2 separate regions of the Zea mays genome follow, and region 1 is linked to region 2. Evidence: chromatin contacts called from public Hi-C data. All regions are on one chromosome and are shown on one strand. Each heading gives the region's core, a stretch centred on a gene start, on an enhancer-like site or on the middle of the called end of the contact. The rest is flanking DNA. Distances are from core to core; before and after follow the strand shown. Region 1 holds the start of LOC100194072. Region 2 holds the start of LOC542478 (photosystem II subunit29).

Region 1 (6,598 bases), core at 524-3,023, 200 kb after region 2:
TACAAATTGCAGATTAGAAATATAGCCTACATAAAATCAATTTCCATCCCTCCACCCTATAAATTTAAGATAATCTTATATTTGAACTTTAAAAAGTGATGGCATGTCAAATTCCAACCCAAATAGGCTACTATATTAAGTAAATTTCAATTCCTCCAAACCAATTTCAGCAAGAAACCTATGTTTCTTACTATCCCCAAAAAATCGTTTTATTGATTAACTAATTCCATCTTTGAATTTCCTGCCTTTTTGGACCAATTTTCTTCGAGGCAGATGTGTCTTTTCTAGGTAAGGTATGTAGATCACAGTCCAGAGAGACCATTTACCTCCCCCTCACTCAAACACTCGGCCACTTTACCACACAATAAGTTTAGTGTGCAAAACAGAAGATCCATTGCCATAATGCAGAACAAGAACATACGTGGAGATAAAGAATACTCAGGTTTTCCATCTAAATACCATCCAGTGATGTACTACATACAGTGATACAAAGAATGTGACGCCCGCCGCAGGGAGGCAGCCAACGCGGAACGCGCGCGCGCCCCACCGCGTCACGAGCTCAGACGTTGTCAGGCAGGTCGAAGTGCTGGACGCCGAGCACCTGCAGCGCGGCGTTCTGGACGAAGAGCACGAGGCCGCACTTGGTGGCGCGAAAGCCGTCCCAGAGCGGGAACTGGACGGTGCCCGACACGGTCTTCTTCGGCGAGGCGCCCTCCCGCACGGCGGCCACCTTCTCGAGACGGCGCACCACGTGGTCGTTGAGCAGCGACTTGCCCTTGTTCTCGCCGCGCCCGCAGTCGGTCACCAGCCCGCTCTCGTACAGCGCCACCAGCACGCTCGCGCCGCCTGGGCCCTCCACGCGGCTGCGCAGGGTGCCCGTGAACGACGCCTGCAGTGTTGCGGGGCTCGGCCGCTGGAACGTGACCTGCGCGCGCGCATCCGATCCGGTCAGGTCGTGGCTTCACGCAATCACGCTCATCAGTCTACAGTGACAGTGACACCCCAGGCCCCCAGCGTCTACGGGCGATCCGGTTACGGCAGATCTGAATCGCTGTTGGTTGCCGATCCAGCGTAAGCATAGTAGTGGCGATCATGAGACGCTCTACAGCAACAGCATTTGGAATATCCAGGGTTTTTTTTTTGTCTTGGTTCTTAAATTTGCAGAGCAGTTAGCTAAACAGTTTGTGCAAGAAGTATGCAATTTTACGCAGCATACGTACGTACGTACCTTGATGGCGGGCGCGGGGTAGCGCGGGGCGTCGCGGACGGCCAGCGCGAGCGCGTCCTGGTCGGTGCCGACGCAGTGCGCGCGGCCCTGCAGGACGACCTGCGGCGTGAAGAGCGTGTCGAGGCGGAGCGCCTCCACGTAGGCCTTCTGGCGCACGGTCCAGGCGCTGGACGCGAAGGGGTCCTTCCACCCGCGGTAGTCCCAGTAGTCGACGTGGAACGCCAGCACCACGACGGCGCCGTCCCCGGACCCGGAGTCCTGCGCCAGCCGCGCCGCCACGGCGTCCGCCTCGGGCGACGCCCCGCACCCCTGCGACCCGAACAGCTCCACCAGCACCGGGCCAGCGGGGGGCGCCTCCAGCTGGCCCTCGCCAGTCGCGTCGTCCGGCGCCGCCGCGACGCCGCGCCCGAAGCACGCCAGCAGCCGCGGCGCCATTCGGTCGAGCCGAGCGAGCTGTCGTGATCAGCTAGCGAGCGAGCTGCCGTGCGCGCGTCGACCGCAGCTGCGTAGGAACGTCGTCGCGGCGAAGGGAGCGGATCAAGTGAGGTCGCTCGCGCGCTGGCCCTTGGCGCGCAAGATAAGTAGGAGGTGTCTGGGTGTGATGTGATTGGTGGGGGCAGCTGTTGGGTGGGTGGAGTGGAGAGGAGAGGTGGTGGAACGTAACATGGCGGAGGCGACGGCAACAGGGTACCAGCCTGTCGCCACGCACCCGCTCTTGGATCGTCGCCGGCTAGCTGCCATGTGTGTGTTACGCGCCCACGCCTAACCTCCAGGCAGCCCTCTTTGTTTTTTTTTCATCTATCTTTTCCTGCTGCTGACTTTTGCTACATTTAGTTTCCACTGGTTCAGTGCGATCTGAGATGCAATATACTCCATGACTGCTACTAGTATACATTTTGTGGTCGTGTTCTTTACCAAATGTAAAGAGGAGGAGCACGCCTTTTGCTTTCACGATGCATGATGATGCTTTGCTTTATAGATGGCCAACCGGGCCGCACGGCACGGCACTGGCACTAGCACGGCTAGGCACGGCACGAAAGGACACGGCACGGTTAGGCACGGTAGAAGATCCGTGCCGTGCCTATTAGTGCCAGCGTGCTGGGCCCTCGGCCCAGGCACGGCACTACCAGTGCTTAACCGTGTCGTGCCGTGCCAACAGGCACGCCAGCACGCCAGTGCTAGTGCCAGCACGGGCACTACGAGTAGAAAAACCAGCAGCAGCATTCAAACAGCATAACTGAGTAACAGATTTCATAGTTAATAACAGATTCAAACAGTATTCAAACAGCATTCACAAAGAGAGTAAGAGACTAATCAAACAACAATTTTATGAGCTGTAGTGCAATGGTTGCCTCGTTAAAAACCTGTCTAGGTAAAACTCACCCTTGTGAGAAACCCTAGACAGGAAAAAAGAGTACAGCCCAGCTCATTAAAATGTTTTTCAAATGTTTACAGTCCAGTCCAGTGTCCAGGTGCATAATATTACAGTCCCATTACAGAAATGGTCAGAAAGAGAGTAAGACTAATCAAGATAAAGATCTTCAAATGTTTCTTCAAGCTCTTTGTCATCCACCATGTGTTGCATCCTTGCTTGAGCATCCTCCCAATCTTTAATGCATGTCAACATCTCAACCACATCAGACTTCAATCTCCTCCTCCGCTCGTCGATGATCCTGCCAGTTAAACTAAAAGTGGATTCTGAAGAGATGGTAGACACAGGAACAGTTAAAATATCTTTAGCCATAATTGACAGTACTGGATAAGTGAGTTTGTGCTGATGCCACCAGTGCAAGATATTGAAATCATCAGTTAATTGGTTGACAGTGTCACAATCTAAGTAAGAAATGAGTTCAGAAGCAGTAGAAGCTGAAGAGCTTGCAGCATGCAGTAGAGCAGTTGCAGAGGTATCTCTAGCAATGTTTAGAGTAGAAGCAAAAGAATGCATACCAACAGAAGTACCCACATCATCAGCATCATCATAAATTTCATCCCAAGCAGACCGTTTCTTACCAGACAAGTTAGGAGGGACAACCCTGTTCAATCTAACAGATCCATATTTCTCTTCATATTTATTATAAACATCAGTAAGCTTAGCTCTAGTGGTAACCTGATAAACAGCATAATCTGTACTTGTCAGGTTCATTAATCTTCTAAGCACTCTACTAAAACCTTTCATTTTAGCTCTAGGGTCCAAGATGAATGCAAAAGAGTAAAGTAAAGGGATGTTCCTCCAATATTTATTATATTTATCTATCATAGGTTGAATGACACCTCTGATGTGAGTGTCATTAGCATAGTTCTTTAGATGTATAGCAATCTTAACAAGAAAATGAAGCATAAGTGGAGATGTGGGATAATAAACACCAGACAATGCAACTGTAGAATCATAAAATAGCTCAAGAAATTTAAGTACTTTCTCTCCAACAACCCAATGTTCATCAGTTAAAATAAATTGATCACCTTCAGCCCTAGGATAGTTTGCATGCATGAAAGTAGTGAAAGGTATCTTATGAGGAAACAAATGCTTAAGCATGAGATATGTAGAGTTCCACCTAACCTCCATGTCCAACTGGAATTTTCTAGGCCTAATATTAGTAGCAATGCAATAACTTTTATATGCAGCAATTCTCTGATTAGAGGAGTTTAAAAAAGATATTGCAGTTCTAAATGTTTCAATCAAATTCTTAAGAGCATCTAGGGCCTCTTTAACTATCAAATTGATTATATGACATGCACAACGCTGATGCAAGAACATTTCAGATTCTACCCCATTATCAATACCAAGATATGGTGACATTATAGGTCTAAGCAACCTCATGGCAGCAGCATTAGATGATGCATTGTCTAGGGTAAAAGCAAACACCTTATTAGTCAAGCCATAATCAGCAAGCACACCAGCAACACGATCAGCAATGTTTTGTCCATTGTGTGACACATCAATAAGAACTAAAGCAAGCACCCTTTTCTCTAGTTGCCAATCAGGGTTTATGTAATGGGCAACAACACTAAGGTAGTCCTCTTTGGCATTACCAGACCAAATGTCAGAGGTCAAACACACACAATTAACATCAGAAGAAGAAAGTGTCTCAACAAGCTTAGCCTTTTTGTCAGTGAAGTATTTAACCATGTCTCTGGTGGTGGTTTGCCTAGAGACAGGCACAAATTTAGGATTATGTGCAGTTCTAATGTAGTGTTCAAATGCAGCATTTTCACCCAAACTAATAGGAATTTCTAGCCTAGCAAGCAATCGAACCAATTCATTACGTGCAACCATAGGACAGTACTCCCAATTACGCATACTACCATCAGGATTAAAAGATATCTGAGACTGAGACATGCGGGTTTTTTCACGCCTCCTGGGACATCTATCTCTATGTCGGGTCAGGTGGCCAGTGCCACCACTAGAGAGAGCAGAATATTGCTTAGAGCAATGTATGCACTTAGCTGCAAACCTTATCTTCTTACCATTCACGGTTTTGAAAATTTTCTCGAAATCTAACCACACTGCAGAAGTAGAAGGACGACAATGCTTGGAACTGTGTTCGTCCCCTTCACCTTCTTGATCCTGACCACCGACTTGTTGTTCATCACCGACATGGACGGGATGCTCACTGCTAAGGCCAAAGAGCGCTGCAGCATCCTCCCGGAGGTCATCCTCATCGTCGTCTCCGGCCAACCCACACAACCGTCGCTCCTCGTTGCAGTCGATCTCAACAGTTTCATCGTCGGAGACGGCCATCGACCCACCTCGGGCTCGGAGTCCCGGTTCCTCAACGGAGTAAGCCGGAGCACCAGAGCTAGGAGAGAGGAGGGGATGACCGGTCCGGCCAACCGGTTCCTCCACGGATTTGAATCCGGAGCACCAGAGCTAGGAGAGACCGGAGCTAGGAGAGACCGGAGCACCAGAAGAAGATAGGTGAGGGAGACCAGAGCTAGGAGAGAGTAGAGGCCGAGAAGAAGATAGGTGAGGGAGACCGGAGCTAGGAGAGAAGAGAGTACAAGTGCCAGTGCCAGTGCCGGACAGTGCCGGAGGGGGAGAAGAAGATAGGTGAGGGAGACCAGAGCTAGGAGAGAGGAGAGGCCGAGAGGGAGACCGGAGCTAGGAGAGAAGAGAGTACAAGTGCCAGTGCCAGTGCCGGACAGTGCCGGAGGGGGAGAAGAAGATAGGTGAGGGAGACAAGAGCTAGGAGAGAGGAGAGGCCGAGAGGGAGACCGGAGCTAGGAGAGAGGAGAGTACCAGTGCCAGTGCCAGTGCCGCCGTACCGGACCCCGGAGTCCCGGTTCCTCAACGGAGCAAGCCGGAGCACCGGGATCTCCGCAGAAGCGCAGATCACACCGGAGGCCGGAGGGGGAGAAGAAGACAGGAGAGAGGAGAGAGATGAGGGAGAACGGAGCACCGGGATCTCCGCAGAAGCGCAGATCGCACCGGTTCACAAACCCTAATAAGCCGGAGCACCGAGATCTCCGCAGATCACACCGGAGGGGGAGAAGAAGACAAGAGATCCGAGCGGGGGTTATGGATCTGAGTTACCCGGTTCACAAATGCGCAGATCCGAGCGGGGGAGAGCCGGAGAGGATCTCCATTCTCCGACGAGCGACGATCGATCCGAGTCCGAGCGGAGGCGCCGAGGCGGAGAGCCGGAGACCGCAGACCGGAGGCGGAGATGGAGACCGGAGCGCTTAGCGGAGGCGGAGGCCGGAGGGAACGAGGGAGAGGGGAGCTCGCCGGACGCCGCCGAATCGCCCGCGGGCCGCGGCTGAGCGAGAGCGAGTTAGGGTTTGAGCGAGAGCGAGAGCGAGTGAGCGAGTGAGCGACTGAGCGGCCGCGGCTGGGGAGTGGGGACTGGGAAGTGGGGGCCGGGGGCGGGTTACACGGCTGGCCGGCTGCTGGGTGGGCCGTGCCGGCGCCGTGCCAGCCCAATTTACCGTGCCGTGCCTGGGCCGACCCTACGGGCCCAAGTGGTGGCCCAGTCACGGCACTAAGAACGGGCCGTGCCCGGCACTGGCACTAAAAGGTCCGTGCCGTGCCGTGCCAGTGCCGTGCTTTTTAGTGCCGTGCCAGTGCCGGCCCGTCGTGTTAGTGCCATTTGGCCAACTATACTTTGCTTGCTCCGGTGTGTTTCTGGGCGCGACGACCACCGTGTCGGCGGGTGGTTGGATCCGCAGCCGAAGGGGGTGTTTCACGCACAAAACAGCCAGGCCACGGTTCACTGATCCTGAGCGACCGTTACGGTCTGCGGCTCTGCGCTACGCCGAAGGGGGTGTGCTATGCATTTGCTGCCGGCTTTTTAAAAGTTTTACACGTTCACTGATCCTGAGCGACCGTTACGGTGCAGTCCGGCCGTGGAATTTTAGGTCGATCGACGACAT
Region 2 (6,629 bases), core at 705-3,204:
ATCCACTGTCACCATTCTCGCAAGCCGCTTAGGACTTTCAGATGCTCATTATAAAAGTTTAAAATATGTTTGATCCTATTTAAATAAGTTCTACCTTCGTGAACCATCTAATTAGTGTTTCAATATATGTAACTTGGACTCACGTCATGTTCATATGCTCATATGAGTTAGAACGCACTTCAGCGATAGTATGAAATCCCACTTGAACAGATATTAAGTCCCGTTGCAATGTTTTTCAGGGAAACTACAGGGGAGAGGATATATACGAAGACCAGCAACAGCAATAACGCAGGGCCCGTGAGTTACAATTTTGCAGCTACACAGGCCAACGGCACAAACCGAAACCAAGAGGGCTCAGGGGCAAAGTCTTTGTTCGAGATGATAAAATCATCGCACTCTCACTTTGCAACACTACGAGAAGGAGGATGCTCTGCACGAAAAATTTCTCCGTTTCATGCGCGTCCCTTTGGCATTCGAACACATTTGCAGATTTGCTAGGTAGGACCTAGGAGTATTTGATAAATGATTGACTAAAAACTCCCATCGTCACTACGTGCATTCATTTAGGCCACACACGCACGCACGATCTAACAAAAACTAACCATAGTGCATCATGTATCCTCGGTCATCTCAATCTGCAAGGTAGATATGTATATGTGTACACAAGTGAATGCATTGATTCATCACTGGTTGGATCATATATTACAAACCACCAAGTCCCAGCGGTAGCTCTCCTAATTAACGAGATCTCCATTAACAAAGGATCGATCTTGTCATCCTCTCTCTCCCACTCATCACAAAACGAGACCACGCACGACGGGTTGATCCATCCCCAGGCTCATAGAGATCGTAGTTAATTAATCCAAGAACACGTTCCGGTCGATGGACGGGGCGGAGCAATGGCGGGCTTAAGAGGACCCTCCGAACGTGTCGAAGATGGTAGTGTGGAGCGGGTCGCTCAGGTGGGTGGCCCAGTTGTTGAGCGGCCCCTTGCCGGTGGCGGCGGCCTGCACGGCGAAGCCGAGGAAGGCGACCATGGCGAGGCGCGCGTGCTTGATCTCCGCCAGCTGCAGCCGCTCCTTCTTCTCAGGGTCGGCCGCCAGGCCGAGCGGGTCGAAGTAGGAGCCGCCGGGGTACAGCCTCTTCTCCGGGTCGAGCTCGGCGTTGCGCTGGAACTCGATGTAGCCGATCACGAGCACCTCGATCCAGATGAGCGTCGAGATGGAGAACGGCAGCGGCTGGCCCAGGTAGGAGGACCCGTCCACCAGCTCCACCTGCACGTACGTGTACGCCGGCCGTCACATTAATTCGCAGGTTGGTTAGATCGTCTGAGAGCAGATCGAGAACGAACTCCATGGATTCATGCATGCATAGCTTAATAGCTAGCTATTCACGTACCTTGCCGGCGTCCTGCCAGGTGACGCCGGTGAGCCACTCGACGGAGAGGGCGCCGAGGGTGGCGAGCATGGCCCAGCGGCCGTGGATGAGCTCGCACTCGCGGAACCGCTGGAGGCCGAACACCTCGCTGTAGGGCTGCAACGGGGTGGACTTGACTTCGGAGGACTCGAACCGGGTGCCGATGATGCCGCCGGCCTCATTCTTGGCCAGGTTCTGGTCCAGCGAGTCCAACTCGAACTGCAGGTACTCCACGGGCTTCCCGAGACCGAACGGGTCGAACCCGTAGTCGCCGACCAGCGAGCCGTCCAGGTAGTCGGGCGCCACGGCGCCGGGGAACCACAGCGGCCGGTCAGAGGAGGTCGATGTCTTCGCCACCTTCTTCGGAGCAGGCTTCGCCTTGCCGCCCAACCCGAACCCGAACCGGGCCACGATGCGCCCGTTCTGTGGCGCCGGGTCCGCCAGGCGGGTGCCCAGGAATGTGCTCGCCGCGGCGGCCACCGATGAAGCCATGGCTGCTCCTCCACGTACTCTCCTTGGTGTGCTGAGGTTGGTGTGTGGCGCTGGGCTCGTCACGGGCTACAAATAGGAAAAGTGCTTATAGGAAATCCCGGTGCTATCTCTGGGTGGCAGATCGGACGGCCGTAGACCGGACGTGATCTATTTGACGGTCACGATGGGCTCTGCCTTATCCGGGTCTTATCTGTATGGTCCAATGGATGGGCTGCATTTGGAGTGCCTCTGATTTGTGGTCTTCGGATTGCCTGTGGCTGGAAAAATATTGTCCAAAATAATCTTCTTGGAGATCGATCATGTGGTTTTGGTCCCAAAACGGGTGCGAGGCTCTGTTTCTGTCATGTTCCAGATTATAACTGAATCCTCAGGTTAGACCGTTAGAGGCAACCAAAAGAACCTTTACCGATGTTGCTTCACTGTTGCTTTTCAAGGAAAATGAGCAAAACGTGTTCCACTAAATTTTAGGCGTAGATTGTTCCAATATGAGCTGAATTGATGTTAAATTCGTGTTATTCTATTCATATTCATGCTAGCAAAGGGAAAAAGGCTACAGTTCCTGTCTTCCGGGGTCCGGACTCACGAAGGTGAATGCAGCGCAAAACGGTATAAACTGCTCGTTACGAATTAAAGCCGGCTGTTAAGACTTTTCAACCTCAGATATTTTTCAGTGCTGAGCCCGGTACATACAAACTCACATAAAGAACTTCACCAATTGTTTTCATGGTTGCCACACTATATTATATATAAGTGAACACGGCCTCCCAAATTACCTGAATTTAAATACAAAAGAGAAAACTATATTTCTCTGCTTGAGTAACATTGACCCCTACACACAGAAAATGTATACATTTGATTTCAAGACATATGAGAAAATACAAATATCTGTCCAGTAGTAAGAATAATCTGGATCCTTTTGTACGGCAGAATGCTACATCACAAGACGAGCAGCCAAAGACGTCTGTGATGAAAGGGGAACATTTGGTGGTTTCTCAACACGGTCCAGATGTTACTGTTAATTCTGTTATCCTGGGAAACTCTCCTCTGCAAAGGGCTGATTCTAATGCCTTGTGGAATAAAGGTTTCCATCAAATTTTGTGACAGCTTCGTTCGGCTTCGGGGCTTCCGATCTTTCTTCTCTCTTCTTCTTTTCCCTGCAAGTACGACGGTTACATTGGACAAGTTTTACTCAACTTTTTGACAGCACTTAGTAAAAAAAAGGAGTGATTTAATTTAATTGGACAAAAGGGTACTCTCTCTGTTCTAAATTATGAGTCGTTCACCTACAGAAAACAGTTCGGCTTATAATTTAGAAAGGAGGGAGTAAATTTTACTGATGAAGTCATGCATTTGAAGCATTTAATTCAAAATATAAACCTTTCAAATTGGTTAGCAGAGAATCATTTACTGAACGCATTCAGACTTAAATGGCAGTAAAGGTGACAAAAAATAATGTGTTCCTGGCATATGTGTGCATTACCTATCCACGTATTCCTTGAGAAGTTCCTTGGCTTGAACCAACTTTGAGAGTATGTTGCGGTAAACATCAAGGTCCCTATCCACACTTCTTTTACTGACGTTTAGTGCAGCGCAAAGCTATGGATCAAGAAATAAAATCAGTGACTATTACCAATATTAGAGCAAGTCTAGAAGACTATATAATTCCTAATTATTAGGACAAGAAATTTTGATAGAAAAATACCCTCCAACAGCTTGTTTAATTAGTTATCCAAATGTGGTCATCCTCTATTCCGAATTTCTCGCTAGCTAAAGATAGAGAGTGAGAATAGCTCTCTAGAGTACGCACAGGATAGCGAAAGGACTTCTATCCGAGTTGGTTAGGTGGTCTGAGCAGCACTCCTGAGGTCTTGGGTTCGACTCCCCGTGGGAGCGAATTTCAGGCTATGGTCAAAAAAAAAAAAATCCCCTCATCTTCAAATGATGATTTAGAGAGTGAATTTTAGACTCTTGAAGATGGTCCTAGCATTGTAACAGTTAAATAGCATTTAAGTCTGATGTCAATACCAAGCACTACCTACACTTCTCAAATGTTTTGCCAAAATATTTGTTATACTTCGCCAAAAATGACTTTATCCAAATGTGCTGAAATGTTGCGCACATTTTTTTTGGGGTATTATACCCTAGTTCGAAGTTTTCAATTTAATAGTGCAGAAAGAGTTATCAACCTAAATATTAATTCATTTAGCTAGTAAAGCTGTTCCTTCCATTGGTTATCTAAAAAAAATATAAACCAAGATAAGCATATGTTGAATGACAGCTTATATCTGAATGGAAATCTATCATATTCCCAAGCGCCAGCCAAAAACATTATGAGCAAAAAAAAATGAGTTACAAGTCTACCGTGCTGTACTGGGTAGAAGGGCAGACCAGACCATGTCTAGGTCAAATGAGATTTCAAGATTGAAACCCAACTTCCATGAGTCTGCCAACACATATATCTGAATAAGTCCTTGAGAAAGCTACCAAGCAGACTTATTTGAACCCAAAATTTTATTTTCTACTTTGTTAGAAACACCAAAAAATTCTGTTCAACTTCATACTGACAATCACATGCTATAGTGCTATACTGGTTAATATATTTACAATCTCCATCCCGGGAGAAAAACATTGAACAGGCCAGTGTAAATGAATTCAAATTATAGTTTGATATATGCTTTTCTACCTAAAACAGTTGTGGATACTGAATATTACATTCAGTTTCAGCAACTGGTGTGGTTTAGACTTTTGGGGGGGGGGGGGGGGGTGTAAAAGTTTTCAGAAATAAAATTGTAGGCGAAATAGGAAGCATAATTCAGAACACATACAACAAACAAGAAATGCAAAAACAAAAAAAACTTGACCACAGGACAAGAAAGGCAGAAACAAATTAATGAGGGAAGGAACAACCTTGTCTAGTATTGTTGGCTCCGTTGCATTTGAGAGCTCAAGCAAACGGAACAAGCCAACTGCAAAGAATCGGCTGTAGCTGAAGTTTCCCTTACCCTTGGCCCTTTCTGATATATCTTTCAGAATAGCCTCGATTTCTCCATCTCTGGAAGAAAAATCAACTAAGGAACTACCGTTCTGGGAACGTGCCCACTCTTCCATCTTTAGTGCATCAGCTCTGTATAGTGAAACAAAAGACACTTAACAGGACAGTTTAAAATAGAAAACGTTACTTTCTGGCAAAAGAAACTTTATAATGCCAAGTTGCCAACTAGTGACACAAAATACATAACGTTTAATTAATGCCAAAAAGCATAGCATCTAGTGAATCCCAAAAAATGTAGCATTAACTAGCGTGAGTCAGAAATATAATGGATGTAAAGCAAATAATTCAGTACTATTTTTTTTCTCTAAGCACCTGTATTGATCAGGATCTTCATTTAATGCTGTTATATATGCCTTGAAGATGGAATCCCTGTCCTCATTGCTGGGGTACCCTTCCATGAGCTGATCATAGACAGTGACGAAGCCAAGAGCAAACACAGCATCATACTGATAGGTTTTTTTGTATCTCATCAGGTGTTGCTGCACCAAAAGTTCTTGTAAGACTGCACTGTAAATGCTTGGGATTGGGCGTTTGTATGACTTAAGGAAGTTCAGTTTTGTTTCTGCGACAGTGGGTGGGACATCTGTACAAGATTATGAACGTATTAGAAAGGAGCACCAATAACTTTCTGTATCTGTACTATGCTAGTTACGCAAACAGGATGTTATACATTGAATCCAGGCATCCAGAGGATTCTAATCAAAACACACAGGACAATATTTTCCATAACCTGGCAGCAAATACTTAACAAATGGCTTACAGTTCGTTTGAGGGTAGACATCAAAAAGTATCAGAACAAAGGGAGAAGCCAAAAGCAACATGAGAACTTCTGAAATGAGGTGGTTGTGCGTAAAATATTGAAGTTTTGCAGAAAGAACAATTTGGCAGTGTTTTTTTTTTCATCTGCACCAAAACTTGTAATGGCAGTACCTGTTATTGTACACCAGTTTGCCTCCTAAGCATCAAAACAAATTATGTTCCATAAAAAATTATATGCGAAGATGGTGATCCCAGAAACCTATTCAAGAAAGGGACTAATGATTCTGAATCAGATTTCACCAAAAAAATGTATGGATACTAGCTCATCTCCGATAGTTATTTCATAGATCCTTTTTAACTCTAGTGTACCCAAACTTGCTTGGGACTAAAAGGCTTCGTTGTTGTCGTTGTTCTACACAGGATGACAAATGCCTATAAAGTAACAGCTCATAATTGTATTCTACATAATTAGACCTCTTGATGTGGAATTCATACATCAAAGTTCAGTGAACTGCATAACTGCACTTTCTGAGCAGTAGCAGGTAAAGTGGACTAAGATTTTTATCAAGTCTAGTCTAAAAAACATTTCAGCCTTTCAAGAGTTCACCTCTAAAACTCATTATGTCCAGTCTCGCACAGCCAAGGAGGGAAGAGCTGAATCAATCAACGGATGCATGAATCGGATTGACAGGATGTCATGCAGCGAACAAACCCATTACCAACCGAATTGATAGGAAAAAAAAAGTTACCTTGATTTGAATGCTCACGCTAAAGAAAGGTCCGCTGGAACAAAACTAACAATTTAACATTTCTTACCAACAAAAGAGGTCACCGCAAAGACTACTACGGAGGATTTCGAGGTGATGGGATTCGGCGGCATAAGGAATCACAGTTGGCGAAGCCGGCATCG

Evidence for each region. Hi-C and Micro-C count contacts between places; a contact is called where the count stands out from the background.
Region 1: a Hi-C map of tassel shows a contact between it and region 2, with 4 times the contacts expected there. The contact joins the promoter of LOC100194072 here to the promoter of LOC542478 in region 2. A contact is called at or near these places in 6 of 25 Hi-C or Micro-C datasets (bundle sheath, ear, endosperm and 2 more) and 1 of 3 datasets of contacts at active chromatin or transcription factors (leaf).

The regions. Positions count from the first base shown.
Region 1 is chr7:166,487,643-166,494,240 of Zm-B73-REFERENCE-NAM-5.0, forward strand. LOC100194072 reads right to left here and starts at 1,774. Exons shown (of 1, transcript NM_001139128.1): 1 at 373-1,774. The coding sequence starts at 1,663. The coding sequence ends at 1,103.
Region 2 is chr7:166,291,144-166,297,772 of Zm-B73-REFERENCE-NAM-5.0, forward strand. It overlaps LOC542478 (photosystem II subunit29), which reads right to left and starts at 1,955. Exons shown (of 2, transcript NM_001112032.2): 1 at 1,399-1,955; 2 at 531-1,274. The coding sequence starts at 1,908. The coding sequence ends at 909. It overlaps LOC100193314 (chloroplast-localized Ptr ToxA-binding protein 1), which reads right to left. Exons shown (of 5, transcript NM_001138451.1): 2 at 5,273-5,543; 3 at 4,816-5,032; 4 at 3,389-3,504; 5 at 2,551-3,062. The coding sequence ends at 2,969.